3 separate regions of the Mus musculus genome follow, and all the other regions are linked to region 2. The links are chromatin contacts, called in public promoter capture Hi-C maps. All regions are on one chromosome and are shown on one strand. Each heading gives the region's core, a stretch centred on a gene start, on an enhancer-like site or on the middle of the called end of the contact. The rest is flanking DNA. Distances are from core to core; before and after follow the strand shown. Region 1 holds the start of Ect2l (epithelial cell transforming sequence 2 oncogene-like). Region 2 holds the start of Reps1 (RalBP1 associated Eps domain containing protein). Region 3 overlaps Heca (hdc homolog, cell cycle regulator).

Evidence for each region. Promoter capture Hi-C pulls out the DNA fragments that hold promoters and counts their contacts. Capture Hi-C pulls out chosen DNA fragments and counts their contacts.
Region 1: a promoter capture Hi-C map of pancreatic islet shows a contact between it and region 2. The contact joins the promoter of Ect2l here to the promoter of Reps1 in region 2. A contact is called at or near these places in 20 of 39 promoter capture datasets (the 3T3-L1 cell line, the C10 cell line, the HPC-7 cell line and 12 more), 3 of 15 datasets of contacts at CTCF or cohesin (CD8 T cells, the NIH/3T3 cell line and embryonic stem cells), 81 of 484 Hi-C or Micro-C datasets (the 63-12 cell line, B cells, the BV-2 cell line and 52 more), 24 of 115 datasets of contacts at active chromatin or transcription factors (CD4 single positive thymocytes, the SCID.adh cell line, bone marrow-derived dendritic cells and 14 more) and 5 of 9 other capture datasets (adipose tissue, embryonic stem cells, liver and 2 more).
Region 3: a promoter capture Hi-C map of neutrophils shows a contact between it and region 2, with 3 times the contacts expected there. The contact joins the enhancer-like site here to the promoter of Reps1 in region 2. A contact is called at or near these places in 2 of 39 promoter capture datasets (the 3T3-L1 cell line and neutrophils), 1 of 15 datasets of contacts at CTCF or cohesin (large pre-B cells), 1 of 115 datasets of contacts at active chromatin or transcription factors (thymic regulatory T cells) and 3 of 9 other capture datasets (adipose tissue, liver and pancreatic islet).

Annotation. Positions count from the first base shown.
Region 1 is chr10:18,209,111-18,212,767 of GRCm38.p6, reverse strand. Ect2l (epithelial cell transforming sequence 2 oncogene-like) reads left to right here and starts at 1,941. Exons shown (of 22, transcript NM_001370991.1): 1 at 1,941-2,009.
Region 2 is chr10:18,053,763-18,057,257 of GRCm38.p6, reverse strand. It overlaps Reps1 (RalBP1 associated Eps domain containing protein), which reads right to left and starts at 1,318. Exons shown (of 20, transcript NM_009048.2): 1 at 1,143-1,318. The coding sequence starts at 1,295.
Region 3 is chr10:17,917,727-17,921,681 of GRCm38.p6, reverse strand. All of the region lies in intron 1 of Heca (hdc homolog, cell cycle regulator), which reads left to right. Among named protein-coding and RNA genes, the nearest start is that of Heca, 28 kb to the left of the region's middle. Within about 2 kb of position 2,436, at least 63 of the 459 cell types and tissues checked have an H3K27ac peak or open chromatin away from gene starts, as enhancers often do. A contact at or near this core is called in neutrophils and thymic regulatory T cells, where this site is marked.

The DNA.
Region 1 (3,657 bases), core at 692-3,191, 150 kb before region 2:
TAGTATCATAGTACGTACATTGGACTCACCACTGTGCAAGTCTGTAAACTTCTGCAGACTTTTCTCTAGCACTGTAAAAACCAGACTTCAGGAGTGAGATTCCCAGGTCAATTCCAGTCTGACTCTTCTATGTGTTCACCGGTAGGCTCCTACCTTTTAGCTGTGGTGAGTAACTAAAAACAATGATAATGAGTTAGTTGGGGTCCCCCTGGGTCCTTTCTGACCAGTCACTCATAGGGAGGTGTCCCATACATGACACTGAGAATTTCATGTAAAAACTGTATTCTGGCAGAACATTGCCCACTCACTCCTGTTGGAACTTGTTTTAAAACTGTTAAAGTGAGTTTACACAGCATAAGGCCTTTTCATACATTCTTGGTTGTGTTTGACTCCCCTCTACCCCCTGCCATACACCACAACACTCATTCCTGCTTAACTATACTCTAGCAACACCCCACACACACACACAACACACACTTCCATAACACATTTGCTTTGTGTTCAGCCCCTTAAGACCTCCTAGCCCTTATATGGCTGTTTCCTGACCTCAAAAACCCACACAAATCTAAAAATGTGAAGCTAGGGCCCACACGTGAGAGAGTCATTTGTGCTCTGGGCCTGGGTTATCTCAGCATCCTATTCTTCAGTTCCATCCATTTGCCAGGAAATATCAGGATTTCTTTTTCCTAACGTCTACATAAACTGGCATCATGTGTGTTTAGGCTATTCATTTGTTAGCTGATGTCAGTAGAGAAGGAATCCCTGTGTTAGACTGTAGAATCCTTTGGGTGTATGCTCAGAAGTGGTACAACTGGGTCATACGATAGTTCTTTTTTTTTTTTTAAAGATTTATTTATTTATTTTATATGAGTACACTGTAGCTGTCTTCAGACACTCCAGAAGAGCACATCAGATCCCATTACGCTGGGAATTGAACTCAGGACCTCTGGAAGAGCAGTCAGTGCCCTTAACCTCTGAGCCATCAGTAGTTCTAATTTCAGCCTTTGGAGACCCTTCCATATGGATTTCCATAGTGGCTGCAGCAGTTTATATTCCCACTAACAGTGGGTAGCCATTGCCCTTCCTCCATAGGCTGCTCAGCATGTAGAGGCCTGGAGATAGCCATTCTGATTAAGGTAAGACAGAATCTCAATTTTAATTTTCCTTCATGCCTAGCCACTCTTAGAACATAGATGTTGCAAAATCATTGTATTTTATTGAGTTATAGATGACCTCATAAAATCTACTGTTAGAGCAAGCTATTTTAACTTCGTTGTGTCTCCGTTCAGACTTCATCCCTGGATCTTGTTTAGCCTCACCATTCATAGGATTTTTAACTTTCCCATGCTTGAAGTATTGTGAAATCTTTCTGTTAAATTCAAAAGAAGTGGGAAGAGGGTGGCTTTACGATAAGTCTGCTCAGGCATCTTGACCAAAGCAATTAGAATCATGTTGATGTTCTGTCTTTCTGACTCCTGTATTAACTAATACTGTTTAAAAAAAAAAACTTTAAAATTTTTTGAGGATTTGCTAAAGATGAACATGAGAAAGGGTAAGAAACGTTACCTTTGCCATCTCAGTGCTTTAAAATTGCTGGCTAGTGTAAAGCTAAGCAGAATTTGGCAGACAGCAGCTGTGCATTTGTCACCTCTTCCCAGCAACTTGAAGGCCCTCGAGATCCAGCTGCAACTGCCTGGGACCGGCGGCCAGCAAAAGAAATCCACCTAGAACTTGAGAGAACAGAGGGAAGGTGACAACCTTCAGGAGCCTCCTGAAGCAAAGACCGAGGTTGGCCACTGGAGTGCAGCACCGAGCAAGGGACACCGGACCTGTGGGGCGTGGTGGCAGCGTGTGTTGTCTTGTGTGTTGTCTTCCCTATGGAGATGGGGGCACACGTGCCCCACCTGCCTCCCTAGGCTGTGATCTGGAAAACTGCCTTCATTTCCTGCACAGTGCCAAGAGGAGACTGCTGCCTGGCCAACGTGCTCAGCCCTTGGCCTCTCCTCGAGGTAAAGCTCTTCCCTTCTTGGAGATGTCTTTTCCTTGGGGCTTCTGGAAAAACCTTGAGCAGCGCTCCATGGTCTTGGAGACCTCTGTCAGGGTCACGTTTGAGTTGGGTGGTGGCAACTTTCCTCCTCCAGAGCACTCTAGAGTGCTCCAGCACTTTGGAAAACACTAATATTTCACAGGATCCCAGATTGGCTCATACCAACTCCCCCACCCACCCCCTGTCTCTTCTCACTCTTTTTGCTACTCTGGAGTCCAAAAGATGTGGGACGAGGCTGTATGGCTAATAAAGACGAGACTAAGGCTCTATAGTAACTGGTCTGTTGTTCTCAGGTTTCATATGCTAGATTTTATGACTATGGTGAATAATTCCGACACATTGCTAAATGTTTATCTCTTGAGAAGTACTGGCGTTGTGCTTATTAATAAACATTGCTCCAAGTATCAGAACAGTTTCCTGGCACGGTCTGTGTTCAAGTTCACTCAGTTCAAGCAGTGGTATGCACATCCTGCCTGTGGCGTTCTGGCTTCAGGAACTTTGTTGTTTGTGTTGTTGAGGGGCCTCAGAAATGGTGTTCTAAAAACACTAATTTTAGGGGGAGAAAAATAGGAGTGAAGGAAATTTTTAAAAATGTTAGTGCAGTTACCTCTTGTTTTGATTTAGTAGCTTTAAGTCAGTGAGCATAATTACCATTTAAAATACCAGTACAAGTCTCATTTTTCCTTAATTTGTCTGTCTGTCTCTTTCTCTCTGTCTCTGTCTCTGTCTGTGTGTGTGTGTGTGTGTGTGTGTGTGTGTGTGTGTGTGTGTATCTAAATAGCTCAGCCTAGTCTCCAATTCACTGTGCTGGTTTTAACTCCAGATCCACTTGCCCTCACCTCCCAGAACTGGAGTTACATGTATATGACACTACGCCAGCTTATCAGCTTTATATGGGTGAAATCAGGGTTTCATGCTTGCTGGCCAAGCACTTTCACTTTACCTACTGAACTACATCCTCAGCCCCAGGAATTATCATTCATGTGTGTGTGTGTGTATAGTATGTATATGTAGTCAATGGTGCTTCAGTGCACACATTCCCTCAAGACATCTCATCACTTCATTGCCTATTATGTCCTGCATATTTAATATAAATATACACACTGGCTTGTACTCACATTAAATTATGCTCCCGATGTGGGGAAATGAACTTGACTGGCATTGTGTTTCCTTTCCGATTTTTCACATTTTTGTGTCTTGCAGTTCTTCCCTGTAGTCGGTAGACGGCCCCTTTAGAAGATGTTTTTGAAGGAATTACACTTCAGACACTAACTGAAGCTCTTTCCAGTTTGCATGTGTGAGCTGTAAAGTGCCAAATGCATTCACCTCTCTGCCATCTAATAACACTTAAAAAAAAGTATTAAAAAAAGTATTGTGTGAGCTGGATGCGGTGTCATACCTCTTTAATCTCCCCACCAAGGAAACTGAGCCAGGCAGATTTCTGTGAGTTTGAGGCCAGCCTGGTCTACATAGTGAGTTCCAGGACAGCCAGGATTATGTAATGAGAGTCAAACTCAAAACAATAAAATTAATGTGTGTGTGTGTTCTGTCTGTCTGTCTGTCTGTCTGTGTGTATGAGCACTGGGATACCCAGAGCCCAGAAAAGAGTT
Region 2 (3,495 bases), core at 69-2,568:
GGTTTCTGTTAGAAGAAAACTGACTTTCACTCTAAGATGGGCCTCAGAGAACTGGAGGCTGAGGAGGCAGAGTGATGAGATTTCTAAAAGCCTGGAGACTCCTGGCCCAGCCCACACCCACGTCCCAGCACCTGAGCAGTTGAGGGGGCAACAGGACCCTGAGTTCAGGGCTAGTCTGGGATATAAAGCAATAAGCTGTCTCAAAACAAAGTAAAATCAAACCTCTGGCCCAATATTCTGCTTCCACTGCATTATATCCACTTCCATCTCCATGTGTTTGGAGATTTGGATAACTGGCTTGGGATCAATATGAGGATGAAAACTTAAGACGGTTCCTTCCTCCCATACAGTTTAAACAGGCTCTTACTATAGCAGCTATGAATCATTAAGCAGTAGCATTAATGCTCATCACAAATATTAGCACTTCTAAAACAGGCGACAAAGAAGGTTTACCCTTGCTGCTACAGAGTTACGAGTGGCAGAGTTACAGACTGAGGAGACTATCCGCTGTCTGATTCCAGCTGTTCAATAAATCCCAAACCAAACCCACAAGCTCCACTGACTATTCCCGGGAAGGGCACTAGAAGATACTGTCCACCGGCCACCCATTCTACGACCAAGTTCTTTTCACATCTATCTACATGCCAAGTATCAGCCAGAAGTTCAAATTTCTTAGTCTCCCCTAAGAACACAGCTTCCTTAAATTTAAAACAAAACAAAACAACCCCCCCCCTAAAAAAAAAACCCAAACCACCTGCTTCTTGGATACCTTAAGCGTAACAAATCTCACTTCATCGAGTCTGCTCGGCTCGCTCAAAAATCCATATGGCATTTTGCCTGCCTATAGTCGTAACTTTCCTATTGTGCGGGAGTCGAAGAGCTATGTGACTATAGTAGGCATATCCAGCAGACGCTAGGATGCACACACAACCCGAGAGACCCGGGACCTTGCTCTTCCAGTGCACAGGCTGCCGGAGGGATGCAGGCTCCGCAGACCCCCGCCCCCACCCGGACGGCGAGCCCTCCCCCTCCAGGGGTCCCCGCGCACCCCGCTCCCGCACCTGCGGCCTCTGCCCGTCCCCGGGGGAGCCCACTCCCGCTGCCGCTGCCCGGGGCCCGCGCGGCCGGGGACGCGGCGGTACCTGGAGGACCACGTCGTTGGGCAGCTGCGCGGCCCGGAACAGCTCGAGCACTCGCCCGTTGACCACCACCTTCTTGGTGCTCTCGATGTCGCAGTAGGAGAAGAGATCCGAGTAGTATTTCTGCTCGGCGTCGCTCAGCGTCAAGCCTTCCATCTTCGCCTCGGCCCGGCGGCCGCCCCGCCCCGCATGCACCACCCGGGCGCCGGCCCCGCGACCCGGGGCGGCCGGCGGGGTACTGCGCACGGCACGGCCTCCCCGCGGGGCCGCGAGCTCGTGTGGCCCGGGGCAGCCGGCGGCGGTGGCGCGCGGCTGTGCGCGGCCGCAAGCTCGGCGTGGGGAAAAGGAGGCGGCGGCTCCGGGCTCGGCCGCGTCCCTCGGGCTTCCCGCCTCGGCTTCCCCTTCCGCCCACGCGCCCCCCTCCGAGAAGTTGTGGGGCTTCCGAAGTCTAAAGTTTCGGGGGCTCGGGGCTGCGCGTGGCCGCCGCTCCGCCTCCCTCGGCCGCCATTGACTGCGCCCCGGCCCGGCACTGACAGCGGCGGCCGCGCTCCAGACCCGGATGTGAGGCCGGGAGGAGAGAGCGCGAGAGGGAGAGGGAGAGGGAGAGAGAGAGAGAGAAACACCCACCGGGCTGGCTCGGCCGCTCCCGGGAGAGCGGGCCGCAGCGCCCCCTGCTGGCCGGAGCCCCGCGGCACGGCGGGGCGCGGCGAGTGGCCCTGGGCGCCCTCCGCGAGGACCCCAGGCTGGGGGCACTTGGGGACCGACCGGCGTCCCAGCGACGCGGAGGGTTCAGGTCGCACTGCGGGCTGGGGTGCGGCAGCTTCTGGCGTGCAGCATTTCCTAACGGTTTGCACTTAACGAGGATAAGTGCATCGCTTTGCGCCGTCCACTGAAGCAGGGAAGCTTGCTCAGGTGTGGACGCTTAAACCAAGGCTGAACTCGATCTGGTCCCAAGCCGGGTCTTCTGTAAAACCAAGTTTGAAAAAATAGAAATAAAGAAAAAAAAAGTCACCTTTTTTTTTTTTTTTTTTCACCGAGAACCAAATACTGTCGGTTTATGCCATCCACTCGGGAAACCTGTGTAGGCCTTCAGCCAACTCCAGGCCCTCTTGTTGCTCACCATCCCTTCCTTCCTCTGGGGGGTGGGGGGGGGGGAGTCTTAATCTGCATCTGTCTCTGGAGTTCATAGACCCTTAACGAGCCTTTAATCTTTTAAAAGTATTTCTTTCCTGAAACTCTATGAAGTCAGGCTGGACTTGAACTCTTGATCCCCTGCCTTTTCTTTCCTAGTGAAGGGATACCATCACCAGTCAGCCCGCGACCTTGTCAGCATTAAATATGAAGTATTTCAGAAACGGGAGCCAAGGAAGATTACACAGAGGGCTTTTCAAGTTTGGTTTTTATTCTCTGTTACATAGAGCCCATTAAGGGGACATCATTATAAGAATGAGCAGACATAGAGGGCTGGGGATATAGCTCATTTGTTAGAGCACTGTGTGCACAACGCCCTGGGTTCTATTCCCAGCACTGCATAGATCAAGTGTGGTGGTGCTTACCTGTAATCCCAGCCATTTGGGAGGTAGAGGACAGGAGGATCAGAAGTTCAAGGTCATGTTCAGCCTCACAGAACACAGAAGGCCAACCTAGACCCTATCTCAAACAGCCCAGAAAACAGAAAGAAGAACTCTGGCACCAAATGCCTCCTTTGGAGGCTAAATCTAAATGAACGTCTGTGAAGCTCTTTATGTAAGTCTTTATAGATGCCACTTTGTGGCGATATTTTCATGTTACTCTACTTCATATAGTGCTTAGTACGTCTTACAATTCATACTCACAATTGCAGTTTGGGTATGTGTGTGTGTGTGTGTGTGTGTGTGTGTGTGCATTTTTAAAAGATAGGTTCAATGAGGTAGGGACTGATTCCTGCTGTCACTGGTCTCTTTTCCCCTGCCACCTCCCCATGGCCTAGCAGCTCTATCCTGCCCTAAGCCTTTGTTCCTTCTGAAACCTCACACAGACATTTGCACGTTCCTTCTCCTGTTCCGAGGGCTCCGTCTTGGAGAACAGTCCCGCTAACACCTGATCTCCAGCTGTTGTGCTGTGTTTGCTCTTCTTAACCTGAATTCTTTTTCCTTATTGCATGTCTAGCTGATATCCAAATATGAATTTCTGTACATATTCATTTTTCTAAAATTTTATGCTGATTACACCATTGATGACAACAGCCCCGTGAAACGAGCTTGACAAGGGTTTCCTTTTTTGAAAACTTGGGATACTGAGACAAAAATGGTGTTAGCAACTTGTAAGTTTCATGACACTAAATATCTAGATGCAGGGTTCTAAACCTACTCAACTC
Region 3 (3,955 bases), core at 1,187-3,686, 140 kb after region 2:
TCTTGGTATTCTGAGGAAAGAAGCTTGGGCGTGTAGTTGTTTGAGAAAGTGAGGTAACAATAAAAGGCTGGGTATATCTGTCCCTCCTTCCTATCTCTGTTCACCAGCACTTCAGCTACTCCAGAGTAGCTTGGTCCATTCCTTCCATACCTACTGCATTTCCTAGTCACAGACTTACAAGGTTAGGTAACTCTGCTACAGGCTTCAGAGTTTAGAAAGTCTTTATAAAGTCAGATGATCTATCTTCCTGACCCAGCCCCCCCCTAACTCTCATCATGCGTAGGATACTTGAAATTGTTTTAAAGGGGGTGGAGATAACTCAGTTTTACAGTTAAATTTCTGAAAACAGAGTACCTCATAGGTGAACAGTGATGACTAGTCTTTATTGTTTTAAATTTAAAGTTTTAGTTTTTGAGAATTCATACATGAATACTGTATCACTTCTACCCGTGCCTCCTCCCTCCCTCCAACTCCTTCTATGTGGCCCCTACTCCCTCTCAAGTTCATGACTACCTCTTTAATTATTGTTACATATATGTTTATGTATATATACATATATACACAACTGCTGAGTCCATTAGAGTTTCTCTTGTGTATATGTATTTACGGCTTAGTTTAAATCTATCAGGCTTATGCCTAAAGAAGACTAAAACTCTCCTAGCAGCCATTGATTGCCTATAGTCCTTCATTCAAAGGTGGGGCCGTGTGAGATTTTCTTAGCCAATATTGGCATGTTAGCTAGTATTTTCTTTAGATAGGTTTTGTTTTAATGGCCATATTGTTGAGATTTCATGGGTACAGCCTCCCTTTCAAGAATAGAAGACACTATCTTGAAGCACATATCCTGGTCCGTTGGGTCTTCTGCCCTATTCTTCATGGTGCTCCATGGTATTGTAGATGTATTAATTTGGGATGAACAGCCAGTTCTTCTCTGCAATGTCAGGTTACCAGACCCTTTAAAAAGTTGTTAGGCCTGAAGTGGAACCCAGTATATAGTATGGAGAGAGATGACAAATTGCCAAGTAACCTTAGCTCTGTTACTGTGTTGTAGAGACTTGAAACTTCTGAGTTTTATCCAGAATGAGCAAGATTGCATAAGAAAAAAAAGTGTATATTTTTTCCTTGAGTACGGGGAAATAGAAGTTGGGTCCTAAATACTTGAGGATAAACCTGTGAAAACTGGTCCTGGAAGGTTTATATACACGATTTTGGTATATATATATATCTGGAGGGCAGGATATGAGTGGTATGTGGAGTATTTGTGTGGTACATTTATGAACATGCTTGTATGTATGTCCCAGGGTTCATGTGAGAGCCAGAAGTTGACCTTGATAGCCTCTACCAGTCTCCACTTTATCTTAAAAAAATAAAACAACAAAACCAAAACAAACCAAAAAGTGTTCCACTAAAGGTGGGGCTGATTGATTGGCCAGCCGGCAAGCTCTAGCAAACTGCATATCTCCCTGCCTGCTCCAGTACTGGGCTTACAGATGAGATGAGGACACCACACCTGGCTTTTATGAAAGTCATGCATGTGTGGGTGACAGGAAGCACCTTACCAGCTGAGCTGTTTCCTCAGCTCTCTAGACATTTTTTTAAACATTGCTGACTGTGTACAGGCCGTTTGCAGTGTCGCTTGTGAGATTATCATGATTTAATGTCTCAGGAGACGGTTGTGATGCATGCTTTTACTGAACGGAGAGTTTCTCTTACTAAAGGGTTTTAGATGTGTCTGGTTAGTTCATCTTATTTCTATCTCTCTGGGACTGCTGTTCTCTTAAGGATTAGGGATTTTAGGTGGTGCTTTTAATCTCAGCATCTGCAAAGGCAGGCTGATCTCTTGAATTTGAGGCCTGCTTTGGTCTGTGTAGCAAATTCAAGACAGCTTAGGCTACATAGTGAGATAGCAACACAACAAAAGAGTTAGGGATTTTATAATATAACTAATTTATCGTAGATATGATTTGGAATCTGTTGGTGCTGTTTTCTTAGAGTCACAAAATCTGATTCTAGAAGTTTTGGTTAGGAAATGAAGAGTGAAGCATCACTCACTTAATTTCTAAGCACTTGTATAGTATATCCAAAACAGAAAAGTGGGAAACAGAATGGGGCAGTTTGCATTTAGTTGGGGAGCTAGCCACAAGGTAGGATGTTATGGTGGGAGTAGTTGAAAGCAATACACAATATAATGGAACTTTGCAGTTTATAAAGGCTACATCCATCTGAGATGAGTAGCAGGTAGGTGCTTTTGTCTTGATGGGTGATGAGTGGCTCAGTGTGGGTCAGCAGCAGAATTAGCACATGCACTCCATCTTTCTTACTCATCTCTGCTGCCTGTCCTGTGTGGTCAGGGGAAGGAGAGAGTGCATGAGAGGATAGGGCAGAAACACAAGTCCCTGTGCTGTCCCCACTGTGCTCTTCCTGTTATTATTTCTAATCATCCTATTGCTTAATCTCCTGCCTTCCTCCCATCCTCACTCTGGGGTTGGAGGTGTGTCAGAGTGTGATGTCTGTTGCGTGTATTACTCAATGTTAAGCAGGCTCTTGACTTTGTATTGTTTTTGTATCCTAGCTACAAAGCCACATTACAGAGGCTGATGTGTAAACATACAGAGCTGGCAAGGTGGAGTGCTGGCCGATATTTGTCAGCCTTTCATTGCTATAATGAAATACCTGAGGCAGGGTATTTATGAAGAGGTTATTTAACTCATAGGTTTGGAGGTTCCAGGGCGTGGTGTGTGCATTGGTCCAGTTCTGTGTGGGCTCTGTATGGCTCTAGTAAGGGAACAGGTGCCCAGTCAGCCAGGTTACTAGGACTGCATTTCAGAAGTATTCCTAACTAACTGCAGACAAAAATCAAGAAATAGAGCAACTCAGTGATCATCCTCTTGCTCCAAGAGACTGAGTGTCCTTCCAAGGGCACAGTTCTTGTTAGGCTGCACCCCGTAAAGGTCCATATCCTCTCATATTGCTACAGTGGGGATCAACACATGCATATATGGGAATACTCAACTATGTCCACATTGTAGCAGGGCCTTTCCACATAGAAATGTGGATGCAGAAAGCAGGTGAGACTTGCTATGATGAGTGATGGTGGGTGTTTAAAGCCACAGGGAGGTGTGGGTAGAGTTATGAAGTTATGTCTTTCTTCCATGTATCTGTATTAGAGCTCTTAAAAAAGATTTATTTATTTAATGTGTATGAGTATACTGTCGCTGTCTTCAGACACACCAGAAGAGAGCATCAAATCTCATTACAGATGACTGTGAGTCACCATGTGGTTGCTGGGAATTGAACTCAGGACCTTTGGAAGAGCAGCCAGTTGTCTTAACCACTGAGCCATCTCTCCAGCCCTAAAGCTCTTAATTCAGTTTGCTGCTTAAGGGTCCAGCTTCCAGGGTCTGTTAGATAGGAGTTGCTTAATGTTCAGATTTAAGTGTATCTGCTGCTCTTTGGAAAGAATCTAAATAGAATTTTTCCTTATTAGTTTACCTTAGTCTTTTTTTTTTTTTTTTAAGGCAAATGGACTTCAGGATTTACATTATGAATAATTGTGAGTGAAGAGATCAGTAGCCACCCTGTTAATCCTGGGTTCATATATCTTAGTTATTATTATTACTACATTTCCAAGATATGCTATTTAAGGCTGTCCCTCTGAAGAATTGAAGGTTAAAGCAACTGAACTTTATTTGACAACATTTTCAAGGACATAGTCCAAGTGGTTGTAGTTACTCAGTATGAATCACTTGTACAGTTTTTTTCAGTGTGCTTTGGTATAATTGGATTTTTGTTCCTCTAGTATTACAGCTCGTTCTTCCTTCTGCTTTTGTCAGGTATGAGTTTTACATGGCAGTGTCTTAATGAAACTTTATTTTGCTCCTGATTGTAAGAGGCCTGGGTCAGGTGGTATAGTAGGTGTGTAAAGGTAGTATTTGAAGCAGTAGGCAGGAAGACC